Linked DNA regions of Gossypium arboreum: region 1 is linked to region 2. A link is a contact called in public Hi-C data. All regions are on one chromosome and are shown on one strand. Each heading gives the region's core, a stretch centred on a gene start, on an enhancer-like site or on the middle of the called end of the contact. The rest is flanking DNA. Distances are from core to core; before and after follow the strand shown.

Evidence for each region. A called contact is a pair of places that touch in the nucleus more often than the background predicts.
Region 1: a Hi-C map of leaf shows a contact between it and region 2, with 1.5 times the contacts expected there. The contact joins the promoter of LOC108483384 here to the promoter of LOC108482432 in region 2. A contact is called at or near these places in 2 of 5 Hi-C or Micro-C datasets (both in leaf).

Annotation. Positions count from the first base shown.
Region 1 is chr1:110,223,232-110,229,626 of ASM2569848v2, reverse strand. LOC108483384 reads right to left here and starts at 2,675. Exons shown (of 22, transcript XM_053030281.1): 1 at 2,390-2,675; 2 at 2,057-2,275; 3 at 1,465-1,495; 4 at 1,128-1,312; 5 at 570-729; 6 at 190-286. The coding sequence starts at 2,503.
Region 2 is chr1:110,017,719-110,024,163 of ASM2569848v2, reverse strand. LOC108482432 (stigma-specific STIG1-like protein 4) reads left to right here and starts at 3,728. Exons shown (of 1, transcript XM_017785564.2): 1 at 3,728-4,623. The coding sequence starts at 3,757. The coding sequence ends at 4,419.

The DNA of each region.
Region 1 (6,395 bases), core at 1,426-3,925, 210 kb before region 2:
GAAATAAAGAAGCAAGGGTAACTTCAATTACTGTACAAAAGAAAAGGAAAAGGTTAAAAGAAAATATAACATAGCAACGGCAAGCAAATAAAACTAAGCAAATATGAGAAGTACGATATTGCATCAACAGCATCACCTAGAAATAGTAAGCCTAAAAGGAAAAAAAACATAATATGAAATGATCCTCACATTCGTGGAAGAAGTTCTCGAATGGAGCCAACCTTGCAAAACCAGTTATAGCAAGTTTCCTTGGCATCAATAGGAACATCACTTGCTCTAAAATTCTCTGCTATAAAACCAGAAAAGGTTTCAAAAAATCAATCCAGTTACTACATTAAGAAAACACCAAAAATCTACGGCAAATCTAGGTTTAAACCCAACAGTCAACCAAACAGATGAAAACTGAAAGTAAGAGTGTAAGCACTAAAGAAATTCTATGGCGCTTTCTTCTCTAATTTAATTTTATTAAGAAGTAAAAACACCATCCAATAGGTTCTTGGTGAAGCGGACACCGAATAGCAACTAAGAAAGATTACAAGAATGTTCAAACAGATTAACGGTATACAAACCTCTCAAGGAGCAAAGTCTGGCTCCATCTTCAGCAAATTCAGCTTTCTGCCTAATGCGTTCCCATACCATGTCCCCAAGCATGTTCAGTACATCCGTAACTAGGACAAACAATGTTGGATAAAAATTTGAAACTGATGTATCCATTAGAAGCCTTGCAACCTGCAAAATGGAGAATTTAATTAATTGAAAGCCATAGTTCCATGAATCCATATGCAAGCAAAATAAAAGAATATATACCCCAAACTCAAATTTTCACATCAGATTGATATTAGTTGCTAAGTAAATCAACTTCATAAAGACAAAAAAGTGCATAACATTATTTAACTATTTCATATAAATGAACAAGAGTAATCGAATCCCCTCATCACCTACATGAAAGTGTTAAAGCTTGGTTTATTACGTTGATTATATTCAGAATTTAAGACTCTCATATGATGAAACATCAATATAACTAATTGTATGAGCTTAGCCAACCATGCAGACATTCGGTCCTTTCTAGACCTGTATTTTATTAGCTATTAGATGGAGCTAAAAAGTTAAAATTAGGGAATTTTCACCTTTATAGATAACTTCAAAGATTTTACACGATCTTCACTGTGCCAACCACGATTTATTTCATCTTTCAGTTCATGTAATCGTGATACATATTCCTGCTGAGTGATAACCTTGGTATCCGTCTCTGAAAATTTTTGTGGATCATCCAGTTCTTCCAGATGTGTGCTACTTGAAGATTTCTCATGTGCTACAAATTAGTCTCATGAAATAGCTACAATCAGAACATAGCTCAAGTAAATGGAAAATAAACAATTACAGCACCAAGCTGACTACTAAAGCCTAAAGGTACATAACTAAACTAATAACAAAAACAAATTAAAAGGAATAGAAACTTTATACCTTTTCCACTTCTCACTATTGTATTGGACATCTGTGAGAAGAAGAATGTCTCAACGTCATCACCAACAAAAAGAAAAAGAAACAGAAAGTGGTATAGTTTCAAAATCTAATTACTAGGTGGCACATGAAAGAGAAACATATCAGAAACACCAAATATTCTCTACAAACCTCATACAGAAGCCAACAGATATTCCCCCATCTCACATTGGAGTTCAAAAGCTCCACAACCAAGATCATATGCTTGTCACATGTCAATTTAACTATAAACAAGAATTTTAATACTGAATTATGGCCATCTTGATCTTATATACTAGCTATGGAGCTTAAACTCCACGAGCAGGTTATATGCTTGAGTGACACCAAAAGAGCTGCTTAAATAGACAAGTCACAAACATATACTCGCTTCTGCCGATTTTAAATTCCACCACAGCATAAAAATCCATCAAATCATTAAGTTGCCATAATTACACAAATTTACACGTTGCAAGTATTTAGTGATCCAAATTTTAACATAATGCCGCCATAACTAAACCTAAGGTCTTAAATTATCAAATTAGAAATATAAATTCGCAAATAAAATCAATTTGCTTACAGAAGAAACTGAAATCATTTTGGAAACAGGAAATCTCTGCATTAAGAATCTCTTAAAAGAGGTCCACTCCTTTGTTTGAACTGGGAAAGAATCGTCGTTTCCATTAGAACTACTCTCAAAATCGTGTCCGTCGACAGTTTCAACCGATGCATTAGAATCAGGTGCTCTAAGCGGATCAAAGAACTCCTCGTTGTTTCTATTTTCCTCGTTATCATCAACCTAAAATCATGGATTCTTAAAATACAATTAAATAACTCAAGAAGTGCTAGAGGTTTTATTATAATCCGAAATACAAGAAAAAACGAAAACGAAAATTAAGTAGAGAATTTGAACCTGGCGGAGGATTGACTGAGGAGAGGAGGAAGAGAAAGGGTGGATATCGGCGCGTGATCGAGGAAGCGAGTGGGACTGCTCTTCTGCGACGTAGTTTCGAGGTCTGAACTCCATTGAAATACTTGCTCTCTCAGCAGAGCTAAGCTAAGCTTAGAGAACAACGAGATCAATTTCTTTTCTTTTCTCTCTTTCTCTATCTTTTTATGAGACGCTAGGACATTAAATTCGGTTTCAGAGTTTTCGAACCACTTGAAACGCATCGTTCTATATCCTTCCTGGGAATTTTAATGGGAGGCATTTAAAAGCGTTTTTTGGAAAAAAAATTTATTAAAAGATAAAGTAAAAATTTTAGTTTTTCTCAAAAGTATTTTTAATTTAAGAATATTTTAAAAATATTTTTAAACTAATTCTTAATATTTATGAGTTTTTGAATGGGCCGTTCTGTACATTTTAAATTTCAATAATATTAATAATTAATTTTTATTTCATGCGATACACAAATTTAAGGATATCTATTAATTAGAAATCGCGCAAGTATAAATTTATCTATTAATTGAATTATATTATATAATTTGTTCAAATTTTGTGTCAATTACTTTAATATTTCAATATTACTCTAATTATGAAATTAATACATAAAGGTATAAATAAATAAATTTTAAGTATTTGATGAGACATTTTCATATAATTATTTTAGACTATATCTTATTTACATTTGCATGGTTTCCGATATTTTTATATGTTTTAAACTCATTTTTGTGATTTGAATTTTTTGTTTATATTGTAAATATTGTTTATTTTTAGTGTTTTTCATGCATTTAGTTTCAATAAAATATTTCATGTGGAATTTGCAGGTAAAATAAGTTCGGGAAGAAGATGTCAATACATGGAACCATGAGACAAGATTAAATGCACTAAGCCTAAAGTTGATCCAAGATGATGAGTGAAAGTCCAAAGCTCAAAGATTAAAAATTTGTAATTTGAACTCATTCAGAACTTTCAGTGGGAACACTTCTTAGTGCTTCGATTTGGGTGTACCTTATATTGGCGGAAAGTGATTTGAAGATCTATTCAAATATTGGAACACCAACACCAAAATGTATCAGGAAAAGATCCAAAAGTAAAGATAAAGTTACAAGTTTCACATTGATGGACAGTTTTGATGCATTTTCGTGCTTCGCTCATATCTCCTAGCACAATTAGAGTTTGAAGTTGAATTTTTAACAGCATATAGACAAGACACAAACCATCAATCAACTCTCTTGGACTTTTCCCATTGAGAGACGTTTACTTGGACAGAAAGAGTCATTTTTCACAAATCTCTATAAATTGTCTTTGGTTTCAGCAGAGGAGGTATCTTAAAGTTGTGTTCAAGATCATTTGCTTGTTAAGTTTTTGTTTGTTTCATTATTCGTGTAAAATTTCAAGTTTCTTATATCTAACTATTTCATTTAAGTTTGAGTTGTTTACTTTTATTATGTTATTTTAAGTTTTCAATGCTGAGGTGAAATGGTGAAACTCTTGGGAAATATTAAGGCAAATTCCATACACATCACTAAAAGTAATTATCAATAATTTGTTATAATCATATTTGTAAAGTAAGATATTTTATATGTTATAGACAATATATGACACAATGAATGCTTGGATAAATTAACATTGATTTGTTGTAGACATAAAAATTGACATAATAAATATTTGAATTGTTTTCAATAAGTCTTGAAATTATCAAGTGAGTTATAATATCATATGTTATATTTTTGGATTGAACTTAAATAGTTGAACTATCATCTTGCACCATCCTTTGCTTATGGATTCATTTGCTAAACTCTTGGACTTATTGAACAATCATTTTCGACACTCCATTAATGGACATACCTTTGCTCATAGATTCATATGTTTAATTAGTGGACGTATATTGGTAGATCATTCGATTGGGACCTCCATTTATGTGTGGATTCTAATTTTGTAATAACATTTAGTATTAAAATTTAATCTTAATATGACACCAACAGTTGATCCTCTAACCTCAGCATATTTTCTTCCTGGTATTTGCTTATTTTTATTATTAGTTAATTTCTTGCTTTGACTTTTTATTTCTAGTGTTTCTAGCTATTACTTTCATTATTAATCCTTATTCCAAAGTCAAGTGTTAAATTTCTGTTCTAGCCTAATACTTGTAATCTTGTAAATTCTAATAAGCTTCTTTGTGGATCGACCTTAGACTCCCGATATTTTATTACTTGAATATAATTTGCACTTAGGTTGTAGACCTAGAAAGTCATTGTCTAGTTTTTGGCGCCGTTACCGGAGAAGGTAAGATTTTGATTACAAGTTTATAAGTATTCTTTTTTTCTGTATAGATACTTGACTGGTTATACATATTCAAAATTTCTTGCAAATTTCAATTGAACCATTTTTCAATGTTGGGAACGTTTCAAAGATTTGTTAAAGAGTGTTTAAGAATTAAAATAGGGGGTTTTAAAGGTTAAATTCCAATATAATGAGGTTAACAACTGGCGGGCTACACAAACGGGTCGAGTCAACCCTGCAAAAAATTGCAGCAATGTCGCGACACAGAGGTTTCGTGTCACGACACCTCTGGAAGTTTGTCGTTGTCGTGAGATCGGGGTTCGATGTTGTGACACACTTTGAAATTTTGGAATTTTGGGCATATTGTCTTTGGTATCGCGACACACGGAGTCCATGTCGCGACATCGAGTCGATTTTCTCAATTTCTTCAATTTTGGCTTTTGTGTTGCAACACGGGACTGCCGTGTTGCAACACTAACTCTATTTTTCTCAAAATTCCAATTTCTAGAATGTCACGGTTCCTATAAAACATAGATTTGATACAAATCAGAATCTAGACTAAACGGTTAGTTAGATATATAATAATTTACATAAAATTAAATATTAAATTAAATTGTTAAGTTTTACTGCTGGATTCGTCTTACAATTCCACTAACATACGTGAATACATGTTTTTGTTTCTTTTAGTGTTAGTTCATCGCCTGTCGTACCACTCCACCTTCTTCCGCTTGTCCCTTTCTTTAAATCCGTTCTTTTGACTTGCATTAATTACTAAAAATATTTCCCTTACTTCAGGATAATCATATTTATAAATAGATATTTCATTACAATATTTTTTTAGCTTTTCGCGATTTTCTCCACTCTGTTGGTGACCATATTTAAAAATTTATGTTTAACCATTAATCTTCATGGTTAATTCATTTTTTTTATAAATCAATGGTAGGCCTTGATGTAGCTACAAAAGGTCTGCCCAATAGAATGGGTATCTCTCGATCTTCTTCAAAGTCTAAGACTACAAAATCTGTCGAAATGATAAAGCTGCTTTCTTTGGCTAACACATCTTCCAACACTCTTTGCAGATGCACTGAGGATCTGTCAACCAACTGTAGTGTAATTTGTGTTTTCTTAAGGTCCCCTAACCAAATTTTTTCAAATATAAATAAATGCATTAAATTGATGCTGGCTCCTAAATCACATAAAGCTCTATTGAAATGGATGCTCCATATCTCTATGGAATTGTAAAATTTCCCGAGTCTTTTAGCATTTGGTGAACCCGTTTAGATACAATAGCATTATAGGAAATGCTCATATTAACTTGTTCACCTACTTTAATTTTCCTACGCCTGGAAATGATTTCTTTTAAAAATTTGATGTACTTAGGGACTTTATCAATTAGTTCAATTAAAGGCAGGTCAACATCTAATGTTTTAAACAAGTTTAAAAATCTTACAGATTCATCTTCATCCCATTTTTTTCTTTCTTCCAACCTTGAAGGGAATGGTACCTGTGTGATAGTAGGTTATTTGGTTAACTCTTTCTCCGACTTAGCTAGCGGTTCAATTACTTCTTCTGGTTCTAGTTCTGGTTCTTAGTCAGCCTCTCGGGTGTCTTCTTAAAGATATTCCATATTCTCTTTTGTCTCCTCTCATGTCAGAGTTTCTGGGCTCCTCAAGACTTTGCCCGAATGAAGTGC
Region 2 (6,445 bases), core at 2,479-4,978:
TTTCTAAACTATATATTTAAATTATATATAATTTAATATATATTAAAATTTCACATTTTCTTATAATTTCCTAATGTTTAACGAAATTTTTCAATTCCTTATATATATTTATAAGATTTAATTAAAACTTTCATTTTTATTTTTATTTTTGGATTTTTGAATTTTAGAAATTTTATTGATATATTTTAGAAGTTCCTAAAATTTATTTTAAAATTCAATTTTTCTAGATTTTTTTATTTTTGAGAGGTTTTTAAAGTTTATATATGAATATTAACAAGGAAATCACGTGTCATGTTATAATTGGATGTAAGTGTCACATGGTGTATTTTAATTGGATCACATGTTAATCAATTTTTTACTATAATTTTTTACTATAGTTAACAAAGATCGCTTTAAACTGGTAAATGAATGTAATTTCTATATTAATCCAGATAAAAAAAATTAAGTATCAAAGTGAAAAATTGATATACTTCAGAAACCAAATAATATTTGTAAGGCTATTATTTTATTTCATTAACATTTTCTATCCAAGTTCTTATCAAGTAAGGTGTAGGCCTTTAAAATTTTTAAAATTTAAAATTAGTAAATATAAAATTACACTTTGATCCCTTCTAAAAATGATAAAATATAAATTATTAAATATAAATTATTAAAATGATAAAATTATATTTTAGTATTGTTAAAGTTACAATTTAATTTCAACTTTAAAAGGATTTTCTAACTTTTTCCGTTGTTAACAAGGGTGCAAAGTAAGAACTTTGGTAAAAAAACCGTAAACTCAATTAAAGAAGGATGAAAAGTGCAGAGGATGTGGACGACCGAAGCTCTGATCCACTTTGTCTATTTTGTGGTACAATAATTGTAATGGCAATGGTTAAGGACTTGGCTTAGACAAGGAGATCATAATCCATGTTGTTGGATTGGACAGACGATTAGGGATTTGAAACAACATGGACGCTGCTATGGCTTGTATAACTTGAAAACATTCGGCGGTTCTTGGTATTCAAGCAACCAACAACTCCCACCACCCCATTTTTTATTTTTATTTTTTGAATTATATTAGTAGTTAATAGTCATTTAATTATGAGTTTTTTTTCTTTTTTAATTATTTAATTATGAAACATTATAAAATGATCATCTAATTAATAACAAATGTATATTTTTAATCATCCAACTATAAAAAGTTAAAAAATAGTCGATTAACTATTCATTTTTTTCTTTTTCGGTCATCCAATTATCTTGAATTTTTGGATGTTTTCAATTTCGCATTAGTTAACTGATAACAAAAAAAAAAAAAAACCTAAAATTAAGTGGTTGAATGATCATTTTAAATTTTTTCATAGTGGGATGATTAAAAAGACAAATATATAGTTTAGGAAAATTTAATTGGATAAATTATTAGAATTGTAGTTAAGAAGAAGAAATTGTAAAAGGGTAAATCACCCAATAAATTGTTTTATTCTTGGGGTTATTGTAGTTGAGATGAAAAAATTGACTCTTTGATTAATAATAAAAATGGGATAAATTAGGCTTTACCCCCTTAAAGGTGACTGAAATAGTAAATTAGTGCATGGTTATGATTGTACTAATATTAATATTTGAAGGACTATAAGACAGTAGTGGAGGGTGTACTAATATTAGATATCAAATAAAAGAAGATAGAGATGAAACATATACCAACAAAAGATGACATATTAATATCATATTTGGTATTTAAAATTATTTGTCATTTTTTCTCACCAAATCTGATGTTACTCCATCTAACTGTCTTTCAGTTTATCTCAAATCTCATTTTAATTAAATTTTAAACTTCTATGTCCACAAATTGTCTATTTTTGCTACTGAAATTTAAAATTTTTCAAAAGTGGTTTTCTGTATATATTTTTTCATGGAATAAATTGCTTTACTGAAAAGTAAAGTAAAAATTGAGAAGAAAGAAAATAGTAAAATGATGTTTTTCATCTATATATATATATATATATATATATAAAATAAATCAGAGAAAATATATATTAAATTTCGAAATTTTATATTTTATGAAAATTTTATTTTATTTATTTTCACTTTTTAAATTTTATCAAGCAATACCAAACACATCAATAAAGTGGAAAAATAAAATATTTCATTTTAATACATTTTATGACTATAATTTTCATCTAACCAACCAGAGATTAGGATATGTCTAAATTAGTCATACCCTATTTCATTGAAATTCATTAAATATTAAATAAGGACCGCTTGAAAGCAACTTTTATGAACCTAAATCACATAGGCAAAGAGAATGAGGGGGATCACACCAACTCCCCTTCACTAATCAACTTAGATATCCCTTAATCTCATTATTCACCATCAAAAAACCAAACACCAATAGCTGCAAACTTACCCCACTTCACAGGCTTGTATCTCCTGGAGTCAACAACACATTGCAATTGATACAGATTGTGTGAATAAAGAAGACTATAAATTACTAACAACATAGATTAAATTAGCACCATTTTATATTGATATATTGCCTACACTAATAACCATATTAATTCGTTGTGAAAATAAATGTATATAGTTATTTCTTTAAATGTGCACACTTGAATCAAAACCAAAACTTCATGAATACATACAAACCACATTTAAGTTTCATATATATGGTTGCACCAAATCAAAGTTCATACATCAAATTACCCATTAGATCAAAATTCATGTATAAATTTGATATTTATCATTTATTTATATATTCTATTGCCAATGCCATGGGTTAACCGAGTGAGTACCATTTCAATTGGGAAAACCCTAAAGACCCCTTCCTTTTAAATGAGAACTAATATTATTATGATGAATTTTTATCTCATTCATATTCTTTATATAATTTTAAATAAGAATTAAAATAATATATTTAAAGATTTATAAATAAAATTTATTAAGAAAGTTTTTACGTGAAATGTATTTGTTTACTTACATCTACATCGTGATTATAACATAATGTGTTGTTGAAGTTTTTTTATTTTATTTAACAACAAAAGCATGGTTGAATTTGAATTTCATGATAATAATAGTCTTAGTTTGAACACTAATCAAGAACAGCGTAAGCTGCAAACGTAATCTATTATGGACTGTGTTTTTGTTGAAATCCGATGCGAATCTTGACCAACAACATTCTTACTAAGTCAACACATATCCTTTAAAAAATACAACCATAAATTTATATTCATCTGCTGTTTAACAATATTTACACTAAGATTTTGCCTTCTTTTCTTTAGTTCAATATGTCGTCTATCAATAAGCAATTAAAGGGTAAATAAAGAAATAAGAGAGGAAGAAATTGGTGGTAATAAGCTGAAAAATAGTATGAAATTTTTCTATTACATTACGTATTGGTAGCAATTGAAGAGTTTGCAAAAAGCATGTGACAAAAGGGCTGAGACTGCTAAACATGCTTTGAGGTCCATGGAAGCCCTCAGGTTTACCATATGAGGACCCTCCCCATCACCAGGAAAAAAGGAATTCCTTTTTTTTTTTATTATATATATTTTGTGAATAATTAGTTTAATTTTGTGTTTAAGCCAAAACTGATCACGCCCTTACACACTTCTAATCATAAATAGTTTATCAAGTACGATTTCTTGTTACATCGATTAGTGTAAGAAAAACATGAACTTCTAAATCAATCTTCCAAGTTTTACTAAAGCAGTCTACCTTTTTATTTGTATATATATAGAGTTTATAACTCCACAGGTTCATTGCAATTTTTTGTGCAATCCTCAAATGGAGTGGCTTGCTAAAGCTTTGTTTCTTCCCTTTCTGCTGCAACTGTTGGTTTTACTGCCAATTGCGATGGCAGAAGCTAATGTAAAACTGAAATGGGTGCTACAGAATGAGACTACTGATAGAGCGTCGCCGTGGCTCAGGAATGCAGCGAATCCGAGGCCAAGACCTGGTGGATGCATGTTCAGGCCGTGGATATGTGAACGGGGAGAACATCCGCCGACAGCTCGGATGCGTTGTTGTAGGAACCGTTGTGTTGACCTTAACTCTGATGATGCTCACTGTGGCTTATGTGCGCTTAGATGTCCATTTACTTGGCAATGCTGCAGGGGGGTTTGTATTAATACGAATATTAGTCCTCTGAATTGTGGTCGCTGTGGAAACCGATGCCCATTTAGGGTTCCATGCTCGTTTGGGATGTGTGGATATGCACAGCCTCCACCACGCCCTCCTCGTCCATTCCCTCCTCACCCACCGGGACCATTCCCTCCTCACCCGCCGCGACCGATCCCTCCTCATCCACCACGACCATTCCCTCCTCCTCATCCTCATCGCCCTCAGCCAACACCATGCCCTCCTACGCAGCCAGGGCCACCACCCAGGACTTGCCCTCGAGGTTTGCCTCCGCCCCTAAAAGGTGATCATTCACCATCAAGGAGTTGAAGTTGTTGAACAGTATCCAGTTAAAGATTCTACTTATATCTGCACTATCTGCTTGCTTTCTTCACAAAAGGGAAACTAAAATAAATGCCTTGTATACGTTACTATAGAACTCCCCAGTTGTTTGCATTTTCCTGAAATTTTTATTAAGAAAACTGTTTGGTGTTTTAAATCATTGTCAAAACTCAATAAATAATTGTTCTTCCATATACTCGAAACAATCATATGCAAGAGAAAGATTCTCATACAAAAGAATGCAATTGAAATGCAAAATTAATGGGACATCAATCATGATATTAGTCATTCGTGACCAAAGTATTGCCAGAGCATAACAAGAACAATAAAAAAAGCTTCCATAAAAACCCATAGGTCATATTTTTTGTAAGAGACCACATAGTTTCAGAGGTTTATATCTAATACATCCTAGTTTTCACTACTCTATAACTTTGATTCTACTGCATAAAATAAACCTAAAAACCAACTAGTAGTACTTACCACCAACCATGGGCGTAGCTAGGGGGCTGGCATGGGCCCTGGCGCCCCCCTAAAATGGAAAATTATATTTTAAATTCTTGAAATTTTTTAAAAATTTTAAATTAGTAAAGGTAAAATTGTACTTTGACCCCCCTAAAATTATAAAAATTCAATTTAATTCTTTACAAATTATAAAAATATAAACTATAAAAAATTAAAATTTCATCCAGCCCCCCTAAAAAAATTTTCTGGCTTTGCCCTTGCCACCACCTGCTTGAAATCTAAACAAAATTACAATTCAAAATCTTCCAATTTAAACAACATAATAGAAATGTAATGTAATAGGTCAATTTTGGCCTGGGTCCAAGACCCAAATATAAAACCAAAAAGAAAGAACAAAATACATTAAGAGTCCATTTTACAAAACAAACAACAGGCCCAATTTTCACATTGAAACTCAAACCCAAATGACCCAAACAATAAAAAACTCTAAAGCTCAAGTCAGCCCAAACACATAAACAAAACAGCAAACCCTAGCCTCCCTAAGAGCTTCAGCCACCGCCCCTCCTCACGCGCGTCATCACAGATGCACGCCAGCCTTCGCACGCCCCTGACACCTGCAGAAAAAAATTAAATGCCATGCGGGCAACAGTAGTAAATAGCAAAACAACAAAAATTAGAAACTAAAGAGTTGTAAAATTCGGCTATAAAACCCCGAACAACATCTTTGTACCTTTTTTTTTTTGACGAACAGACAAAATTAAATACAAAAAAGATTGAATATCCATAAATCTTCTAAAGGTGATTTTCGTTTCATGTTTTTATATTTACTTTGCTCTAAGTTTTTTATTTTTATTTTTATTTCATATAAGAAAATATAAAAAGGGAAGGAAAACTTACCGGAGTCCGTGTCCTCTTCGTCGGGAATTCCCTCTCCTGCGTCGAAATTAGCCCAAAGAGAGGGTAGAGAGTCCCTTTCTCTTGATATTCTCAGACTAGGAAAGCTTCACTTTCAGACCCATTTTAAAAAGAGCCGAAAATCTGATTTTTGCGTGGCTCCGACCACCGTCCACGGTGGAACCACGAAGGTGCTGCGACGGACAATTGGAAACCCATCGGCCTGACCTAGACTGGAGGAGGGGAGAGTTAGAGAGAGTTGAGTCTTTTTTTTAAGAGAATGGGTTAAAATGAATTTTTTTAAAAAAATTTGGGCTTAATCGTTTCAATTTACCTCCCAAGTGCCAAAACAACATCGTTTTGGGAAGGAACCCGTGACCTGACTCGATTTGTGGGGGATCCGCGTGTTTTTAAGGCCCAAATGGGTAATTTGCTATTTTGATCCTTCTATTTTTCTTGTATGTTTCAATCTGATCCCGCGATAGTTTGACATGTTGGAGATTTGTCCCCATAATTTATTCTTAATTACATTTTAGCCCATGCTGAAACGCTGCGCATAAGGGCTGAGAATATTCTCCCAATCAACCCCTCATTCTTTGCAAGTGTTCTATTTGGTCCCTATTCCTTTCTTTTTTTATATAAAATTCGCCCCTTAAAT